2 separate regions of the Mus musculus genome follow, and region 1 is linked to region 2. The links are chromatin contacts, called in public HiCAR-type maps. All regions are on one chromosome and are shown on one strand. Each heading gives the region's core, a stretch centred on a gene start, on an enhancer-like site or on the middle of the called end of the contact. The rest is flanking DNA. Distances are from core to core; before and after follow the strand shown.

The links. HiCAR-type assays count read pairs that join an accessible place to other places.
Region 1: a contact with region 2 is called in a HiCAR-type map of astrocytes, with 2.9 times the contacts expected there. The contact joins the enhancer-like site here to the promoter of Arfgap2 in region 2. A contact is called at or near these places in 3 of 39 promoter capture datasets (hematopoietic stem and progenitor cells, liver and neural stem cells), 1 of 115 datasets of contacts at active chromatin or transcription factors (astrocytes) and 1 of 9 other capture datasets (liver).

Annotation. Positions count from the first base shown.
Region 1 is chr2:91,901,011-91,907,428 of GRCm38.p6, forward strand. The region is part of intron 15 of Ambra1 (autophagy/beclin 1 regulator 1); the gene reads left to right. Among named protein-coding and RNA genes, the nearest start is that of Chrm4, 18 kb to the right of the region's middle. Within about 2 kb of position 3,776, at least 52 of the 459 cell types and tissues checked have an H3K27ac peak or open chromatin away from gene starts, as enhancers often do. A contact at or near this core is called in astrocytes and neural stem cells, where this site is marked.
Region 2 is chr2:91,262,361-91,268,904 of GRCm38.p6, forward strand. It overlaps Arfgap2 (ADP-ribosylation factor GTPase activating protein 2), which reads left to right and starts at 2,755. Exons shown (of 16, transcript NM_023854.2): 1 at 2,755-3,044; 2 at 3,212-3,330; 3 at 3,866-3,938; 4 at 4,765-4,896; 5 at 4,976-5,056; 6 at 5,797-5,878; 7 at 6,092-6,148. The coding sequence starts at 2,973. Pacsin3 (protein kinase C and casein kinase substrate in neurons 3) reads left to right here. Exons shown (of 11, transcript NM_001289678.1): 7 at 408-583; 8 at 699-819; 9 at 927-1,063; 10 at 1,405-1,526; 11 at 1,831-2,320. The coding sequence ends at 1,946.

The DNA.
Region 1 (6,418 bases), core at 2,526-5,025, 640 kb after region 2:
TCCCAACTGTTTTAGAGGATGAAGCAGGAGGATCATGAGTTTAAGTCCAGTGCGGGTTATATGGTAAGCTCCAGTTTGAGTGACAGAGAGCTGAGAGTGTGGCTCAGTGATAGAGTCTAGGATATGTAAGTTCTTAGGTTCAATCTCTGACATTGCCAAAACAAAGCAAAGCAAAACCTAGACACTTCAGTGGTTGCTTTCTTGAATCTAGACAGTGTTGTATTTTCCTTTGTTGTTTCTTACCTGTTTAACTAGTGATAGCAAAGTCCTCTCAGGCAAAAGAGTGGATATCAAAGATTCTTTTTAAAAACCTTTTCTAGAAAAATTCAACAAGTGGTCTAATGTTTATATAAATGCAACAGACAGAAACTTAAGAAAGAAATAAAATTGAGTGGTCAGTGGTGGCGCACGCCTTTAATCCCAGCACTTGGGAGGCAGAGGCAAGTGAATTTCTGAGTTCAAGGCCAACCTGATGTACAGAGTGAGTTCCAGGATAGGCAGGACTACAGAGAGAAACCCTGTCTTGGGGGTGGGGTGGGGGGAAGGGGGGAGAGAGAGAGAGAGAGAGAGAGAGGGAGAGAGAGAGAGAGAGAGAGAGAGAAAGAGAGAGAGAGAGAGAGAGAGAGAGAGAAGAGAGAAGAGAGAAGAGAGAAAAAAATTGAAGCTAGCATGGTTTCTCACACCTTTAGTTCCAATGTTCAGCAGAAGCAGGTGGATCTCTGTAGTTCAAGGCCAACCTGATCTAACCCTGACTTCTAGGACAGCTAGGACTGTTGAACCCAAATAAACAAACAAATAAAATTAAGAACCGTCTCCACCACCACCACCACTCCCGCCCGCCCACTACCACCACCACCAAAAAAAAAAAAAATCTGGGGATGGTTCAGCAGTTGAGCGCACTGTTTCTCTTGCAAAAGACCCAGGTTAGGTTCTCAGCACTGTGTGATGGTTCACAACCATTTGTAACTCCAGTTCCAGGGGACTTGACTTCCTCTTCTGATCTCCATGTGTACCAGGATACACATGTATATACATACATGCAGACAAACATACACACAAAATAACATTATTCTATCTTCTTAATATCATGAAATTATAACAATTATAAAACTATAATGTAACGATATTTTGTTATATAATTATATAATAAAATATACTTTAAAAGCATACGTATAAGATAAATAAATCAAACCAACTGGTCAGTCTACTGACCTCCTGTGTCCTGCTGTTTTTACTAGAAGCTGTAGCTCAGAATAGTGGCAGCAGACTGAAAAACTCAGTGTAAAGTCATGGTGATGATTCTCTGCCTTTGAAGTGAGGAAGAAAGGCGAGCAGGAGCACATCTGACCTAATGACACCCTTTTCCCTTCTCCGGCTTTTTGAGGGATAGAGGTCTCTTCAGCCACATACTCGAGATCCTGGAATCAGCCTGATTTATTATTAGTTTCTAGACCCAGCCAGGTGGAGAGTGTGAAGCTCTGCTTCACTGCAGAGCAGGCTGATTGCTGTGTGTGAGGCACTGCGGGGTTCCTGCTGACTAAATGCCACTTCTGTCTCCAGGCTGCCCTAATGCTGCTCTTCACTCAGTGCAGTCTTCTAGAGTGTTGTACAGGCCCGAGTGCTTGTTGTGACTGTTGTTCAAGGCTTTTGACCTTTGGGAGTGCCCACATTGTCTTTATTTCTATTTATTTATTTTTCCAGACAAGATCTTATGTATTCAGTCTAGCCTCAGAATTTATATCACCAAGGAAGATTGTGAACTTCTGACCCTCTTTGCCTCCACCTTCCAGGTGCTGAGATTATAGCCATGTGACATCATACCCAGTTTATGTTGTACTAAGGCTTTGTACATTAATTTGCTAGGTAACCATTTTTCAACTGATCTATATCCTCACCTTCCATATTGCCTTTGTGCTTTGGGGGGACCTTGATGTGGGGAGGAGGGGTTGTTTGTTTGCTTGCTTGCTTGCTTGCTTGCTTGCTTTTCCTGTTTTGGATAAGTTCTTGTGGCCTGGTAGTTATCTGGTGATTGACCCTATCAGCTCTCAGCTGAGTTGACAGTGGCATTAGGGAGGGAAAACCTGGTTCATTACAACCAGCAGTATCTTGATTCCATCTTGAATATTTGGATACCCTCCCCAAAAGAGGTTGCTGTCTGTAACTCTGACCCAGTGAAGTTGCTCTTGTAGAAGGGAGAGGGCCTTGTTCTGAATGCTACTTGCTCCTAAGTGTCTATGTCCAGGAATGCTCTCTCACTACTCCCTTGTGTCTTTCCATAACAAAGCCTACATACATCTCTGAGCTGCTTTTAGTACAGATGCTGGACCTAACACTTTGTGCCCTTTCTCTCTGCTGTCTCTGGTCCAGAATCTGTGTGGGTTCTCAAGTACTTTTCCCCAAACCACATGAAGCTGGCTGGCTATCTTATTTCTTCTTCTTAGGAATTCCTAAGATAAATCTAGTAGATATCCTTTCCAAAATCGGTATAGAATTCTGGACTAGAATTTTATTCATGCCAACATTATAGTTAGAGGCATTTCTTTTCCTGTTTTTTCCACAATCTGGTTTTACCCTTGGCTCTCACAACTCACCTTTGTCCCTAGCAAAGTACTCTAGGCCTCTCCCTTGCAAAGCGATGCCCCTCCAGAGGCACTCTCTAACCCAGTTTGTAGTCACCCCTCCTCCTAGATGCCATGCCTCAAACCCTAGCCCACGTATTTGGTGTGAGTCACAGACTCCTCAGCCAAACATGAAGGTGGCTTTGGCCTCTATTTTCTCTCTTCTCCCCATATGTTGTCTTCAGCATCCCAGAGTCTTACTGAGCCTAAAACATCTTGGGCTTCTAGGAGCTCAAGCCTATTCCTAAATAAAAATGGGCACTAGACCATGGGACAGTCCTATCCCAGGCCAAATGGGGGTAACTTACCCACCAGTTATGATTCTGCTATTTATTTATTCTGATTGTTTGGGACCCTGTAGCTGTAAGACAGGAAATTTAGGGTCTCATAAACATTTAGCCTGGATGAGACTTTGTCTTAAGTTCTTCAAAGTTACCCCAAGATCTTCGTATGTAGCCATGGCTGGCTGACCTTGACACATATTATAGCCTAGAGTTCCTCAAACTCCCCAATCACAGGCACTTTCCACTATACTGGACTTAAAGCTTAGCCATATCTTTTATTTTTACTGCAGGCAAAGTAAGAATGTTATCTTAGGCCTCCCCACAGATCACTGTTAGAATTGGGCCTCTTAATTTTCCAATTGAGATCTCTTTCCTACAAATGATATTTAAGCCTTTTCTCTTTAAAAATCCTTCTAAAACCACGTATGGTGTTGCATGCCTATAATCCCATCACCCAAGTGGCTGAAGCAAGAGAATTGTGTTGAGTTTGAACATGGGTTGGATAGCAAGACTCTATTTCAAAAAATGAAACGTAAAACAAAAGCCTTTGAGATGTCTTTTTTCTTTTTTTAAAGAAAGCAATATATTCTCTCCTGCATAAAAATATACCACAGGAACACACCCATGCTTTTATAATTCCCTAAGACCTCTAGGTCCTATTTAGGTGAACCGGGTGTCTGGGGCATTGGGAAAAAGGAAATAAGCCAGTGTTAACATCTGTGATTGATAGGCCTCTTGCCTAGACGAAGAACAAATAGAGAACTAGCAGCTTAGAGTACCAGTCTGTTTCATAGGCAGCTGCTTAAGGCTTGCTGTCTGTCCCAGTGTGACGCAGTTCCCTGGCACACCCATTCCCAAGGGCACAGAATCTAGCCCACCAGCTGGGCCAAGATTGCAGCCCTCCCCCAAAACAGGTGGTTGTCTGCCTTTGTCCAGGCACAGGCAGCTGCACTGCATTTTGTGCTCTCAGTGCTGCTCTTCATTCTTTTCCATTGTCTCAGCCTCAGTCCTCAGCCAAGCACAAAGACTGGGAACAAGCTTCTTGGGTATCTCTTGTAAAGTCCTACTTGTCACCCTAGGAAAGAGCTCTTAGGACTCCCTTGAGCCTGCACCAGGCTCTCACGCCATGATGGCAGAAGCTCAGTAACCCCTTTCCCCTTCCTGGTAATGAGCTGTGCACTACTTCCAAGCCGCTGTGCCTCTGGCTGATTGCCAGCCTAGCCAGCACCACTGAGCCTCACAGTGAATGTAAGGACCACTGCTGGCTTCATGGCTTCCCTGTAAATGAGGGTGAGGGGAGATGTTACTAGACAGAAGGCAGAATAGAGTTTAGCAGAAGAGAAGCAACCTGAGTGTGGAGTGCCTGGAACCTTGGCTAAGGACGGCACTCCTTATAAAGCCTCAGTTCAGTCAGGGGGAGCTACCTGTGTGAATGGTAATTATAATCAAGCATTATTAACCAAGGAGGGGAAAGGCATAATTTGGAACGAAAAAGGGAGCCAGAACTGCCACAGAGAGACTGTTTCAGGCTAGCCAGGAGAGTCAGGTGCCAGGACTTTCCCTCACCATAGAGATGGTGCAAATAACTGCTAGTCGTCCTGGAAGCAGTCATCAGAGACATCCCTGAGATGTCAGATGAGGAGTGCTCTTAGGAACTTGGGGAGTTCCAAGCCACAGATTGTGTGAACAGAACATTGGGATCACTGAGAAAGCAAGGCTGGCTTTTCCTTCTACTCAAGGAGCCCAGGAGGGCCCCAGCAGTGAGACTGATTGAGCCACACCCAGAAACACAGCCTAGAGAGCCTGCTGAAGAGAACTGGGTGCTGTGTAGAAGTCCATTTGAAACACTGCTTCTTGTAGACCTTCTCAGTCTTTTGTATGTTTGTCTAGCTCCCAAGAAGAACCTAGAACAGTGTCTCAATCGTCCTTACCAAGTCCCAAGAAAGAAAGAGCTGGCTGAAAATCATTCTTTAACTAAAATGCAGAATCCGTGACATTTAGTTACCAGAAAAGGTCTCATCAACTCTGATCCTTGAGTACAGTACTCAGATAGGAGATCAAGTCCAAAACGTGCTTGCCATTGTCAGGCTCACTGGCCACAAAAACAGGGCAGTGAGACAGGGCTCATACTCAAGACCCTCCATCCTTACCCTCCCAGATGCTAGGAGTACAGGTCTGTACCTGTAATTACACACCCAGTTGTGACGTCTTCCGTAAGTAGCCTAGTCCACAGCTCATAAGGGATGGTACATGCAGCGAGTCCATGACTTGCAGTGTCTTGTTGATGGTCCCAGAACAGACTGGTTCTTCCAGAGTTTCCGTTCTGAGACAGGAAGAAGGCTCCTGGCCACAGTACATGATTTGTTGTAGGCTTGCTGTGAGCAGTTTGTTGTCACTAACTAACCCTGAGTAACAGGAATTACAGAGGAGGGATTTGGCAGAGGCCCACATGGTATTGCAACCTGTCAATAAATCTTGACAAGTTTGTACATCCAAGGCTTCTTGGCAGCTGGCTTCACATAGAGATAATGCAGCCAGGATTTGCTCACCAAAAAGTGCTATTTTGAGAAGATCTGCAGTTTGTCTCTGGCCATTTGTCTTTTCCTAATGCAAGGCTACCTCTCTCCTTTGCTCTCCAGTAGTCTTTAGACCACAGGAATAACTCTGTAGAAATGAGACTGTACTCTATAGAGAGGTCTAGTTAAAAGTTCAGTGAGCATGAGGTATACAAGCATGTAAGAGAGTAGAGAAAGAGTAAGCTAGCATTCCCTCAGGTGAAACCTCTACCAGAATGACAGGCTCTGTGCAGCTAGATCTAGGGTCTCCCCAATTCTGCTGCCTTCTGCACATAGCAGCCCAACCTTCCACTGTAGTCCTTGCTCATTCATGCCTGTGCTGACTCATCAGGATTGGAAAAGAAGCCCCTCAAACTTCTCCCCAAACTCATCTTCTTCTAGCTGACTTCCATCTCTTGTTCCCTAGGGATGTTCTGTTGTCAAAAGAGAGTGACACTGTCCCCAGGTTGCAAACTGATATACTAGAGTATATCATAATCTATTTAGGCTGCCTTAGCAAAACACATAGACCTGGTGGCTTAAACAACAAATACTGATTTTCTTACAGTTCTGGAGGTTGGAATGACAACCATCAGAGGTTTCCTGAGAGGGCTGACTTCCTTGTTTATAGGTGCCTACCATCTCACCATGCCATTACTGAGCCTCTAAGAGAGAGTCCTTTCTTCCTCTTCTTGTTACACCATAGTCCTATCAGGTTAGGACCCATCCTCATGTCCTCCCTTAACCTTCTAAACACTGGTGTTGGAGTTTAGAATAGGAAGTTGGAAGAACAGAGCTCTTCAGGAACTTGATTTCCTGACTTGTTTAGCAGAACTTTGGGGTAATTTAGATATCATTTAGGCTGTCTATGAGAGCTAATTAGTGAACTTTAAAAACTTGTTTGGTTGGTTAGATATATCAGTGAGTGAAGGTACAACTCCCACACATTATCCTCAAAACC
Region 2 (6,544 bases), core at 1,505-4,004:
TACCCAAGAGAGAAATAGCTGGGTTTCAGGAAGTTGGAGACTTAGTTACCTGGAATCGGTTCTCATATTGCATACTCTGTCGCCTGCCCGGAGTGTCCTTCTCTCTAGCATTTCATCCTTTCTGAGGGGTGGCAGTTCTATAACACCTCCTCCTCCAGGGAGCCTACTTGGATTTATCTCACCTTATCATCTAGATTGACCCTGTCTTGCACTTCATCCAGATTCTTCTAGGTGTTTGTTTGTGTACCACTTCCCTTATTAGGCTGCTTCTGTCAGTTCCTGAGGGTAGGAAGTGAGTTCCAGGTCTGACTGCTTCAGGTCTAGCCTATGGCTATGCTCAGAGAATGCTGGTGCGGGCCTGAGTGGAAGGCAGTCTGTCCTCACTGCCTCCCTTCTCTCTCACCCAGATGAAAACCCAGTATGAGCAGACCCTGGCCGAGCTAAATCGCTACACCCCACGCTACATGGAGGACATGGAGCAGGCTTTTGAGAGCTGCCAGGCTGCTGAGCGCCAGCGGCTTCTCTTCTTCAAGGATGTCTTGCTCACCCTGCATCAACACCTCGACCTCTCCAGTAGCGACAAGTATGACGGCGCGCTGGAGAGAGGCTCCCCTGACCTCCTCTGGGTTCTGGTGGGGCTGCATAATTTGACATTCTAGGGGCTCTTGGCCTTCCCTGTCTGACTGGGTGCCTCATAGGTTCCATGAACTCCATCGAGACCTGCAGCAGAGCATTGAGGCTGCCAGTGATGAAGAGGATCTGCGCTGGTGGCGGAGCACACACGGGCCTGGCATGGCCATGAACTGGCCACAGTTTGAGGCAGGTCTTAGAGGCTGGGTGGGCCTGGGTTGGGCTCAGTGTGGATCCCAAAAGGATGACAAGGTTTGCGATGAAGTCAGTGAAGGTGGGCCAAAATCTCTCCACAGGAATGGTCGTTAGACACACAGAGAGCCATCAGCCGCAAGGAGAAGGGTGGCCGGAGCCCAGATGAGGTTACTCTGACCAGCATTGTACCGACAAGAGATGGCACCGCACCCCCACCCCAGTCCCCATCGTCCCCGGGGTGAGAGCCGGGATCCTGAACAAAACCAAGACCGGGCTCTATGGCTTGCTTGTTACCACTTCTTCCTGCTTTCCTATCACATCAGTGCCCGACGGCCATCTTGGGAGAGTTAATTTCACCGAGGTTTAGATTTGCTCCATGGTCCGGTGTCTCTCGAAGTTTGGCTGTATAACAGTCCTGTGCACAGAGATAGACCTGTATCCACAGTAGTGAGTGGCAGCAGGATGGCTGTTCACTTGGCTCCTCCCTGCCCGCCGCCAAGCAGCCAAGCCCTTTGTCTTGAGTACTGGATACAGTGGGTCTTGTGCCCTGAGTTGTGCCCCTTGTGTTCCCCTCTCTAGTAGCGGGCAGGACGAGGACTGGTCAGATGAGGAGAGTCCCCGGAAAGTTGCCACTGGGGTGAGGGTACGGGCGCTTTATGACTATGCTGGCCAGGAGGCTGATGAGCTGAGCTTCCGAGCAGGTATGCTGGGCCCTTTCATGGTCCTTCCCACTTCAGCCCCCGTCCTACTTGCTAGAGCAGGGCTGTAGACGAAGAAAGCCAGGGACTCCATCCTCACAGGCTGCTCAGGGTCCAGCTGCAGCCTGACAGTTGCCTCCCTGGGGTCTAAGGTTGGGTGGCTTTTCCTGGCTGTGTCCTATCCTGGTCTGAGTTGGGTATCCTCCAGTTTGTCGGCCCTTGTGCTATTCCATCCCCCAGTCCATGACCTAGTTTTGAGACCAGTAAAGCCAGTGCTTTGGGCAATGACTGTTTTGTCTTTCTTCAGGGGAAGAGTTGCTGAAGATGAGCGAGGAGGATGAGCAGGGCTGGTGCCAGGGCCAGCTGCAGAGTGGCCGCATTGGTCTGTACCCTGCCAATTACGTAGAATGTGTGGGCGCCTGAGTGCCCTGACAGCCCTACCAAGGCGTCTCTCTGACCTGGGCCAGAGCTTAACCCTTCCTGGACTGCTGGACCTGAAGGCCCTGAACCATGTGCTGCTGCTGTCTCTCTTTTCCCACAGGAGGAAGTCTCAGGGCCCATGAAGGGCAGGGGTCTGTGTCTAGAGTTGGAGGTTGGAATGATGGAGGGTCGAGAGGTGCCCGAGCCTCCTCGGGAACATTTGGGTCATCCCAGAGTGGGAGGATCCAGCTCCTAAACTGTTTAGGAGTTCCTGGGGTGAGGTTGGGGAGAATGTAGTTTGAGGCTGGCAGCACCTTCTTTTGTGACTTGTAGTGTGCATTAAATTTGATTAAGAATAAAAACCCCATCAAGTGTTGTGAGCGTCTTTTGATAGCCTACTCTTGCTGGTGGGAGGCACGGGGTCGGCCCGTGGGCGTGCCATGTGTTATGGAACTGGGATTGGGCAGGCAGTTGCCTCCTGGTATCTGCCCCGGAATTTCAGGAGTGCAATCTGGACTGGAAGGGACTTGGTGATCAAGGTTGTTGTGTGCTGGCCTCTGCTCTAGGCCAGTTGCTGGATTGTGAGCTGAGCTGGAGCCCTGCCAATGCCTTCCGGATGGGGCTATGAGCACTTGGGAGATTGTTAATCATTACTCGTCCATCACAGAGTCTGTTACCATGGCTCTCTGCCTGACGCCTACAGCCAGTGGTCGAGCGGTACGTAGGGTACCCGGGTCCAGCAGGAACTCGTGAGGAAGTTTGGGCCAGTCCACGAGCCGTCGCCCGCTCGGGCTGCGGATTGGCCAGGCGCAGCGCGGCGTTCACTCTCAGGCCCGTGGTGGAGCTCCCGGCTGCTAACGTCATGTTTCAGCCCCGCCCGACGTTCATTGGCCCAGATCTGGTCGAATCACTCCACTCGTAGGCGGGTCGGGGCCCTGTCGTGACCGGCGCGGTGAGCCTGCCTTCGCCGCCGAGGATTGGCCCGCGCCGGGACCTGTCGGTCGCGGTTGTGTCTGGGAAGGAGAGAAAATGGCGGCGAGCCCGAGCAAGACCGAAATCCAGACTATTTTTAAGAGACTTCGCGCAATTCCCACCAACAAGGTGCTTGAGCGGGCGGGGTACGGGTCCTGACGCCGGCGGAGAAGACGTCTCTTGTCCCCTGGGGTCTGAGGGAGGGCGAGGACGGAGGTTGGAGGCTTTCTTGTGGTTTCTAGCGCCGGGCCTCGACTCTGGGCCCTAACCGTTCGCTTGTCGTCTTTTCCACTTAGGCCTGTTTCGATTGTGGCGCCAAGAGTCCTAGTTGGGCCAGCATCACTTACGGTGTATTTTTGTGTATTGACTGCTCCGGAGTGCATCGCTCCTTGGGTGTCCATCTCAGCTTTATCAGGTAGGTTCTGTGTGAGGGTGCTGTGCCTCCACGGGGGCTGTGTGCGTGGTCAGCGACGGGGAGAGGGCGCCTGGACTTGGACCTTCCTGAATTTGATGTTTGGATTTCTCCTGGCGGGAGTTCTGGTAGCCTACAGCGGGGGCTTGCGGGCGGAGGGCGGCGGGGGGTTCCACCTCTGTAGACTTCTCTCTTCACAGTTAACATGGTACTCAGCATCAGTTTGGGGGAGAGCTTAGATGCATTGACCTTGTTATTGCAGAAAGATTGGCCCAGTAGGTCTCCAGTGCGACTTTGACCAAACTTTAAGAAGAGCCAAACCCGTGCCTGCATTTCTCAGAAGTCGACCTCCTTTCGGATCTCCTTTTCAGAAATAATTAGTACCCTTTGGATTAGGCGAAGCGCAATGATTTCAAATACAGGGGAGAGAGGAGGAAATGGGACAGTGACTGATGGTTCCTGGACACCCACAGAAGCCTGAGGCCGAATGACAGGTTTAGTCTTGATAGGGAAGGTGACACTCAGCCCTTGTACACAGGTCCACAGAGTTGGATTCGAACTGGAGCTGGTTGCAGCTGAGGTGTATGCAGGTCGGCGGGAATGCCAATGCGGTAACGTTCCTTTACCTTCTTCCACCCCCATCCTTCTGCCTGGGTATTTAACTTTTCCTTGATTTCTCAAAGTGAGTTTGGTTTCTCTGTTCCGAGAGTTTGCAGCTCTGGAACATGCCACACACTTTTCTAAATTCAGAAAAATTTAAACAGCTTCTTTCAAAGAGGCTTAATGAAATACAAACTGGGGGGGGGGGCTTGGGGGACTTTTGGGATAGCATTTGAAATGTAAATGAAGAAAATACCTAATTAAAAGAAAAAAAAAAGGAAATACAAACTGAACTAGACAGGTGCTCTCTGGCAGTAGCAGTGTCTCCATAGTCATTGGGGTTTTGTGGGCTCCTGGAGGGAGGATAGCTGAACAGAGAAGTACATACATTCTTCAGTCCCCTAGACCTTGTTCCCTGCTCTTACGGGGAGGGGCTGGCATGGTGGTTTTTGGGTTTTTTGAGGAATTTTGGAGGAGGTCAATTAGTGAGTGAAGGTGTTTATTGAGGGAGGCTGGTAACCTGAGTTCATTCAGTTGAGGGAACCCACATAAGGTGGAAGGAGAGAACCAACTCCATGGACTTGGCCTTTGACCTCTGCACACATGCTGGGGTGCACATGGAATAAATACAAATAAAAGGTTTTGTTGTTCTGTCTTGTTTTGAGAAGAAATCTTGGAAGACGTTTACCTCTTTGAAAACCTGCTGATGTCAGTAGTGTGTCATCCTGAATAAATAATAGCCCAATTGTTTAGTAATGTGTCTCCTATAGTGTGAATACAGTTTTCTTTGGCGAGAGTATTTGCACATACATATTACTCCTTCTCTTTGCTCTCCAGACTGCTTTTTTCCGCCAACACGGATGTATGGCCAATGATGCTAACACCAAATATACGAGCCGAGCTGCCCAGATGTACCGAGAGAAGATCCGGCAGTTAGGGAGTGCAGCTCTGACTAGGCATGGTACTGATGTGAGTGCTGGTTCCTGGGCTAGGGTGCTGGGATAAGAGATAGTAACAGCCCTGAGTTTCAGTGTCTCCTCTCTTCCAGCTTTGGATAGACAGTATGAACAGTGCTCCAAGTCACTCTCCAGAGAAGAAAGACTCTGATTTCTTCACAGAACATACTCAGGTGAGTACCACAGGGATGTTTCCTCTGATAAATGCTTTACTTACCAAGGCTGTATATACCCTTTTGTGATCATGACATAAATTCTTGTGTTTAGGTACAATGTCTCAGAGAGTGTTTGTAGTTCAGAATTGGTAATTACTACCTGCTTCTTATGGGAGTGGAGTGGAATCCTCCTTAGAAATGGATCCTGGAGTAGAGAATAGTTTGAAAGCTCAAGAAGTCTCAGGGACCCTAAACAACTTCCAAAAAGGAACAGAAGTTGGAGACAATGAGGATTGCCCCTCCTGTGACCCACCTGTAAAAAAGCTCTCCCCTCTGTTGGCAATGGGTATTGAAGTTAGAGCCTTGGGTCACATCCCAGCCTCTCTGCAAGTATTTCTGTGATGTGGCTAAGTCACTTAACCTGGGGGAAAACTCAGTTTCTAAAATGGAGACATAGTTACTTCCTAGGGCCTGAACATAGTTACTTCCACTGAACCTGTTGTATCTGTGAGCACCTTGGATTTGCATCTGGTGCATGGTCAATACGTAAGAGTTGTTAGTGCTATCAGTTAGGGGAATGGGCTTAGCTCTGAATTGAAGAGGCTGTTTTCCTACATTTGTCTTCCATGGTAACTGGTAAGTAAAATTGCTGATCTCCAATCTTGTCTTATTGTAGCGGGCAGTGCCTCCTATCCACAGGTAGCTGTGGGTTTTTAGGAGGGCTCACTGAGGCCTCTATGATCTGGCTTCCTTTTTAGGCCCCTGCTTGGGATACAGCAGCCACTGATCCTTCAGGGACTCAGCAACCAGCCCTACCTTCAGAGAGCAGTAGCCTGGCACGTGAGTTCTGCCCAGATCTCAACCAAGTGCCTGGGCCTGGAAAAGGACTAGGGTACAGGAACACTTGGCCAGGGACATAGGAGCTCAGAGGAGGTTTCTCTTTAGTCCTTGGAGGAAGGGGTGGGCATACATCTTTTGATGGCGAGCTGAGGAAAGCCAGTGACTCCTGTCTTACCACCTCCTTAATGTAACTCCTGTCAATTGCATTCACAGAACCTGAACAAGGCCCTAACACTGATCTGCTCGGAACCTCACCCCAAGCCTCTCTGGGTATGACAGCTGGCGGGGGTGGGGGTGGGGGGCTGGGAGGAAGTGGGCCTCAAGTATTTGTTCCAGATTTCTGCTGCCCACTCATGTGACCCAACCATAGGACACTGAGCAACTGATCCTCTTGGGTGGGCACTGCCATACTGACCTCAGAGCCTTTGAGCTGACAAGCCCAGATGGCTGTCAATTTGAGTGTAGAGGTAGATCTAGTCAAAGAATGGGAGGCTGGAATGGGACTGGTGTCAGGTAGGACTGGGCCATTTTGTCCATGAGGTGTGGGGATAGCTTTGAGCTGCTCCTGGCTAGAGGTAATGCTGTCCTTTCAAAGTTCAGCCTTTCCCACTCCTTTGTGGCCTTCAGACTTGGTTATGGTAAACAATTCCTTTGCTGGCCTTGGTT